2 separate regions of the Bos taurus genome follow, and region 1 is linked to region 2. Evidence: chromatin contacts called from public Hi-C data. All regions are on one chromosome and are shown on one strand. Each heading gives the region's core, a stretch centred on a gene start, on an enhancer-like site or on the middle of the called end of the contact. The rest is flanking DNA. Distances are from core to core; before and after follow the strand shown. Region 1 has its middle 27 kb from the start of IFNAR2. Region 2 overlaps TMEM50B (transmembrane protein 50B).

Region 1 (4,172 bases), core at 487-2,986, 300 kb before region 2:
GGGAGGCCCAAGTCAGGACTCATTAGAAGCTTCCTTATCCTTCTAAGCAGAATAGCTTGACCACACTCCTCACTCCATGAAGACTGGACATGCCAGGCGGTCCTATTCAAAATGCTGAGTCTATGCATCAGACAGGATCATGGAGACTGAGCCTGGACAGGTTCTGGGCTCTCACCCTCTGTTTTCTTATTTGCTCTCTGAACAGCAGAAGACAACTCTCACTTTGCAGAAATAATCTACAATAGCCAAGTGACCACGGAACACAGGCTGCCAACCGTTTCCATTTCATGGTGTCTGGCCACTACTCGCTTATTTTAAAATTATTAATTGGACACCTACCGTGTGCTACCAATCTAGGGGCTGATCTTTCCATTCTCTTGGTAGCTTTCAGGAACACAATTTGCTTGGGTTGCCCTCTGTTTTGTAGCGATGGAAGAGATGGAGACTTTCACCCTCTAACTGTGATGCACCTGACTTAGTCTCCAGACTTGCTGTCTCATTCATAGAACTTTCCACGAGAAGGAGGGTGAGGTCAGTAGAATGAATCTGACTTACAAGGAATGTGTGTTGAATAACCACAAACCAAGGCCAAACAGTGATTTCCTGCATAGTAAAAAGTACTTGCTTGAGGACTATTTCTAGGAGCACTAACTAGGTTAAAGATTTGCAGTTTCATAAAGGAAGTACTAGAAGAAGATTTTATGTGATTGCAAACTGATCTTCAATGGGACACCCCGAATGGCCACATCTTCTGTAAGGGGTTGGTGCATAGTCTTTCCCCCCAACTTCCTCCCGAGACTGCCCAGGCCACCCAGCCTTCCCCAGGGCCTCCCCACCCCTTCCTCCACACCTGGCACAATAGGAAAACCCCCCACCCCCAGTTGCTGAATATTTTAATAGCACCCCTACTTATTTTTGGGGCTCCAAAATCACTGCAGATGGTGACTGCAGCCATGAAGTTAAAAGACGCTTACTCTTTGGAAGAAAAGTTATGACCAACCTAAACAGCATATTAAAAAGCAGAGACTTTACTTTGTCAACAAAGGTCCATCTAGTCAAGGCTATGGTTTTTCCTGTGGTCATGTTTGGATGTGAGAGTTGGACTGTGAAGAAAGCTGAGCGCTGAAGAATTGATGCTTTTGAACTGTGGTGTTGGAGAAGACTCTTGAGAGTCCCTTGGATGGCAAGGAGATCCAATCAGTCCATCCTAAAGGAAATCAGTCCTGGGTGTTCATTGGAAGGACTGATGTTGAAGCTGAAACTCCAATATTTTGGCCACCTGATGTGAAGAGCTGACTCATTTCAAGACCCTGATGCTGGGAGGGATTGGGGGGGAGGAGAAGGGGATGACAGATGATGAGATGGTTGGATGGCATCACCGACTCAATGGACATGGTTTTGGGTGGACCCTGGGAGTTGGTGATGGACAGGGAGGCCTGGCATGCTGCAGTTCATGGGGTCGCAAAGAGTCAGACACAACTGAGTGACTGAACTGAACTGAACTGAACTTACAGGTGAAGGAATCTGTAAAGAATTCGATGAGGATTCTATATTCTTGATTCTATAAAGGATGCTGTAAAGAAGCATCTAAATACTTGGTTCTTAATTCTATGGTGTCCAAACATGAAATGCATTGTTTTCAGGGCATTTGGTGTTTATCACAGCAGAGGGAGCCCTTCCCTAGCTTAAAGGATGCTACAGACACGAACAAGATGGCTACTTAGCTGGCCAACTGCCCAAACGGCGTACCACAGACTGGGCGGTCTAAACAACAGACATTTATTTGCTCCGTTCCGAAGGCCAGAAGTCTGAAATTAAGGTGTCAGCAGGGTTGATTTCCCCTGAAGTCTCTCTCCTTGGCTTGTAGATGACTATCTACTCCCTGTGTCCTCACAGGGGCTTCCCTGTGCGTGTCCTAATTTCCTCCTTTTGGGCACCAGTTGTATTGTATTAGGGCCCAGTCTACTGACTTCATTTTCACTTAATCACCTCTTCAGAGGCCCTGTTTCTAAACACAGTCACATTCTGACGTCCTGGGGGTTCGGACTTTGACGTATGAATTTGGAGCGGGGTGGAGTGGGGTGGGGGGAGGGATACAATTCAGCCCTTAACAGCTAGCCATCCTGCTTTCGGTTTTGTTATTGCCAGGAGAAATATCAATAACCTCAGATATGCAGATGACACCACCCTTATGGCAGAAAGTGAAGAACTGAAAAGCCTCTTGATGAAAGTAAAAGAGGAGAGTGAAAAAGTTGGCTTAAAGCTCAACATTCAGAAAACGAAGATCATGGCATCCAGTCCCATCACCTCATGGGAAATAGATGGGGAAACAGTGGAAACAGTGTCAGACTTTATTTTGGGGGCTCCAAAATCACTGCAGATGGTGATTGCAGCCATGAAATTAAAAGACGCTTACTCCTTGGAAGGAAAGTTTGACCAACCTAGATAGCATATTGAAAAGCAGAGACGTTACTTTGCCAACAAAGGTCCATCTAGTCAAGGCTATGGTTTTTCCAGTGGTCGTGTATGGATGTGAGAGTTGGACTGTGAAGAAGGCTGAGTGCCAAAGAATTGATGCTTTTGAACTGTGGTGTTGGAGAAGACTCTTGAGAGTCCCTTGGACTGCAAGGAGATCCAACCAGTCCATTCTGAAGGAGATCAGCCCTGGGATTTCTTTGGAAGGAATGATGCTAAAGCTGAAACTCCAGTACTTTGGCCACCTCATTCGAAGAGTTGACTCGTTGGAAAAGACTCTGATGCTGGGAGGGATTGGGGGCAGGAGGAGAAGGGGACGGCAGAGGATGAGATGGCTGGATGGCATCACTGACTCGATGGAGGTGAGTCTGAGTGAACTCCAGGAGCTGGTGATGGACAGGGAGGCCTGGCGTGCTGCGATTCATGGGGTCGCAAAGAGTTGGACGTGACTGAGCGACTGAACTGAACTGAACTGAAAAATAATTTTAATATTTTAATACATTATTAAACTATATCTCTTTATACATTACATATGTATTACATATGGATGCATCTAAGTCACTTTAGTCGTGTCTGACTCTGTGCGACCCCATGGACTGTAGCCCACCAGGCTCCTCTGTCCATGGGATTTCCCAGGCAAGAATACTGGAGTGGGGTGCCATGCCCTTCTCCAGAGGATCTTCCCAACACAGAGATCAAACCCACATCTCTGGCAGCACCTCCATTATAGGCAGATTCTTCACTATTGAGCCACCAGGGAAGACCATATGTTATATATATTACATATTATATATTCATTTTGTTTATATTACATATGCATGTGTGCATGCTTCAGTTGACTCTGTGTGACTCCATCAACCATAGCCTGCCAGGCTCCTCTGTCCATGGGATTCTTAAGCCAAGAATACTGGAGTAGGTTGCTGTGCCCTCCTCCAGGGGATCTTCCCAACCCAGGGATCGAACCTGTGTCTATTCAGTCTACTTCATTTGCAGGTGGGTTTTTACCATTAAGGCCACCTGGGAAGCCCACTTAATATATATTAAAAATAAATATGTGCATTAAAATTTTCATTGCTTTCTAAAAATTAAATCACCTATGCTGTTTTTACTCCCATAATGATGAACCTGTGGGTCAAAGGTCTTCACCCCACCACCATATTGGCAAGCATCAATGGTGTGCTCAAATTAATATAAAGCCCAGACCCAGTCACTCTTAGGAAAGCCACGCAAGTTCCCGTATCTAAAGATACAGAAGAAAGTAAGTTCAGGACACAAGCAGGGCAGCTGGCAGTCATCTGTGGAGGCCCAGTCGGGTTCCTGACTCACCAAATGGGGAGTTGCAGATGGTAAGGCCAGGGTGGTAAGCGCCACTGCGGACATCCTCAAGCCCAGTCTTGGGGACTCTCTCTTCCCTCCCAACTCCCCCTTCCCTACCCATGCTCCCCCTAAGGCTGGAACAATTCTGCTGCTTGGCTAGCCTGGGGTGACACAAGAAGCTTCACTGAGCCTGGGGTGGCCTCATTCATCCTGCAGTTAGACAATAGCAACCTGCCTACAATGGAGCGCCCTCGCTCCCCAGGCAAATGGAGTCCAATAATACACCCTTAATTTAGAGCCTCTGAGAAGGAACAAAGGCAGGGACAGGTGTCCTGGGTGGTCAAGCTAACTGGTCCCTAGGCCCACCTTGGGTCCCACCC
Region 2 (3,588 bases), core at 531-3,030:
AAACATTTTTCCTTTAAAAAAAATCTAATTTTTAAGCCAAAATAAATTACAACTTGCTAAAATACCCCTTTTAATGGCTCAGTGCTTATTTCAGATATGTGGAACTGCATTTTTTGCACATCTTTGAAAATCAGGCAAAGTAGTTAATGCTACAATGACCATGATGATACAACCCTGGCTCAGGGAACATATTAAGCTTTAAGTCTTCAAGAATAAAAAAACTGACACTCCTCATCTCATCTATATAGTCTTACACTATGTACATATTAACAATCTAATTCAATGAAAAAAAAAAAGGACAGAAATTTCATAAAACTATTTAAAAACTCAGGGCTTTACATAAAAGTGTAAAGAGACAAAACATTTAATGTACAATCTATTCCATTTGGCAATGTGTAAACTATACTGAAATAAAAAATTATCTACAGATAGAATATAACAAAAGGAAAACGTGATTTGAGAAGTGGTCTCAGGTCCACAGCTCTTCAGTTCTTCCAAATTTGTAGATCAGAGTGCTGGAAAGATATTAAAATAAATTGTGAGGTAAAATCACATAGAAACACAATAGAGAATTCATTTTCTAAATATGCTTTGATGGGTACCTCACTGATCCTTTCTATCAGCTTCTAAAATTAAAGACTGTGGTGCTGTTGGTCTGAATTTGCTTGTTTTATAAAGCAGTCTGTGGACCTCATGGCTGAGTTTAGTATCTTCTTAAAGCCTAAAGTTACTGGATAGGACACCAGTAAAGGAAAGAGCACATTTCTCATCGTGGCCAGCAATAAGGTCATTCACATCTCTAGGGTTCTACAATATCTGAGCTACAAAAACTGAAGCATCCTAAAACAGACCATGACGCAATTCTTCATTCATTTACAGAAAGTTACTGTACAGAGTGCTGGCTGGGCATGAGGCACCTGGCTAAGCACTGGGAATGGGACTGTGAGCCAAAACTAGACAAATGTGCTCACCAGTGGGAGAAAACCAAATCCCAACTCAGTGATACCCATGGGACCAAGAGAGAGAAATACAAGGATCAGACCTAGTTAGAGGTCAAGGTTTTCCTAAGGAAGTGATGACTGAACTGAGATCTAAAAGAAAGGGAGTGTGGGACTTCCGGGGTGGTCCAGTGGTTAAGAATCCACCTGGCAATGCAGCAACATGGGTTCGATCCCCAGTTTGGGAAGATCCCATATGCCACGGGGCATCTAAGCTTATGCGCCACAACTACTGAGCCCATGCACCTAGAGCTCACACCCCGCAACAGAAGCGGCCACCGCAGTGAGAAGCCCACACACCACCAGCAAGAGCAGCCCCCACTCTCCACAACTAGAGAAAAGCTGCCACAGCCCTGAAGACCTGGGGGGAGGCAGGGAGGAGAGGAGGAAGGAAGGGAGGAGGAGAGAGAGGAAAGGAAGAAATAATTACCTCAGCAAGGCATGAGGGGAAGAAGCAAAGGCCAGAAAGATAGGACACTCTGGGACCAGGAGTTTGAGCTCTGGGTACACTGGCTGTGTTAGATTTGAAACATTAGCCACTCAGGAAGGGATAAGTAAGAATCCAATACATGGTTTAGACACAGAGACAGACATCTGTGGCTCCCTGGCACACAGGTACTAACTGAAGTCCCCAGCAAAAAGGACCTCATCGAGAGAGGGAAGGAGTCTAGAAGAGGCCTAGAGCAGAACCTTAAGAAACTTCAAAGGTGAGTGGCCAGGGCGTGGCGGACCAGCAGGCACAGCAAACAGAGGAGGAGGAGGAGCTGCCCTCTGCACTCAGAAAAGGCCTGGCACACGGGAAGCACGGCTGGCTGCGTAACTTGCTGGCCTCTGGGCGGAGCACACAGCTGGTGCAGCAGCCACTGCCCACGTGAGCACAGGCCTTTACACACACAAGGTTTCTGTTCAACCAACTGTCATTTACACAGGCTCATCTGCCCCTGCAAAGGGCTGAATCTGAATTTAAATTTGATCTCGAAACAGTGCCTAAGACATCTTTGTGCAAATTCAATGTATTCCCAAAAGGGTGTCAGTCATGTGCCAAGAAATACAGTCACAAGACGCAGAAACAGTCACACGTCTTTCACAACCAAGAGTGCCCCAGCCGCGGTGCAGTAAGAGGGAGCCCAGGCACAGGGGTCTCCTGAGGTGAGCAGAGTCGAGACAGTGTCGAGAGTTCCGGGAGGCTGAGCAGCCAGAGTGTGCAAGGTGGAGGACAGAGAGCTAGAGGGTAGGGTCCCATGGGCTTCTGCCGAGTACTGACAGTAGATGCGTGTGTGGAAACTACCCAAGAAAAGGGAAGGAAACATTGGAAAGAACCATTCCCAGAGCTCCCAAAGGGCTGGGAATACCTCACAATCTCATAGCAGAGTGAACACCTCAGAACACATGCGGCATCAGGAAGAACACTGAGAAGTGCTCTCTGGCTTAGCAAGGGGGCCCTAAAGCTGCTCTGGGCCTGCCTAACAAAGCTTAAAAGCAAGATCCAAAGGATCAACTCGTTTCCAAATGACTGAGCTGCATTCAGAACAAAGCTCAAAAACATTTAAAGGAACACCCAAAAGTCCAGCTCCCAGTCAGCTACCAGCAAAGAGCAAACAGAGCTTCAGACCCAGAATGAAAAAAGGAAACAAAAGTAATCAACAGAAACAGACTGAGAATTGATACAATTAGACAAGGACATTGAAATAGTTATAAACATACTTCATATGTTCAAGAAGACAGAGGAAAAGCATAAGCATGTTAGGGAGAGACGTGGAAATGGTGAAAAAAATAAATGCCCAAATCAAGTTAACAGAGATGAAAAATACAATATCTGAGATGAAAAGCACACTGGATGGGAGTAATAGATTAGATGTGATGGAAGCAGACATCAGTGAATTTAAAGATATAACACTGGAAACTAACCCAAATGAAACACAGAGAGAAAACAAGAGAAGAAGACTTGGTGGGCAGAAGAGCGGTGGTGGAGAGGTAGGAAAAAAGCACGCAAAGAACGAAGCACCAGTGAGCTGTGGAACAACATCTAGCAGCCTACTATGTGTATAGCTGGAACCCAGGAGGGAAGGGTGGACAGAAAAAAAGATCTGAGGAAATACTGTCTGAAAAGATTCCAAGTATGGTGAAAACTATAAATCCACAGATCCAAGAAACTCAGTGAACCCCAAACAGAAGAAATATGAAGAAAACGACACCATAGCCCTCCATAATCCAACTCCTTAAAACCAATGACAAAAACAAACTTCTTCAACACTTAGATCTTAATGCTTCAGTGAGTGAGGAGTAGGGTAAGGGGTGTAATTTTATAAATGATGCCCAAAGTACCTACCTATCTTTACACTAAAAGACATTTTCATCTCAAAAAGCAAAGGATACAGGCTTCATTTTGGAAGCTTTATAGAAGATTACCCCTAAAAAGCACTTCGGATCATTTTATTATTTTACTTAAAGTTATCTTTAAAAACTTAAAAAAAAAGTTTAATTCCCCAATCAGGTTTTGTATATGACATGCATATTATGTATTAATTCTAATTTTTTTTTTTTAACTGAAGGTGCATGATATGGCTTCTTAACAAAACACAGCCTATGG

Evidence for each region. Hi-C and Micro-C count contacts between places; a contact is called where the count stands out from the background.
Region 1: a Hi-C map of liver shows a contact between it and region 2, with 2.4 times the contacts expected there. The contact joins two enhancer-like sites. A contact is called at or near these places in 3 of 11 Hi-C or Micro-C datasets (liver, skeletal muscle and skin fibroblasts).

What each region holds. Positions count from the first base shown.
Region 1 is chr1:2,375,310-2,379,481 of ARS-UCD2.0, reverse strand. No RefSeq gene overlaps it. Among named protein-coding and RNA genes, the nearest start is that of IFNAR2, 27 kb to the right of the region's middle. Within about 2 kb of position 1,736, at least 21 of the 102 cell types and tissues checked have an H3K27ac peak or open chromatin away from gene starts, as enhancers often do. A contact at or near this core is called in liver, where this site is marked.
Region 2 is chr1:2,079,018-2,082,605 of ARS-UCD2.0, reverse strand. It overlaps TMEM50B (transmembrane protein 50B), which reads right to left. Exons shown (of 7, transcript NM_001034786.2): 7 at 1-515. The coding sequence ends at 470. Among named protein-coding and RNA genes, the nearest start is that of TMEM50B, 34 kb to the right of the region's middle. Within about 2 kb of position 1,780, at least 17 of the 102 cell types and tissues checked have an H3K27ac peak or open chromatin away from gene starts, as enhancers often do. A contact at or near this core is called in liver, where this site is marked.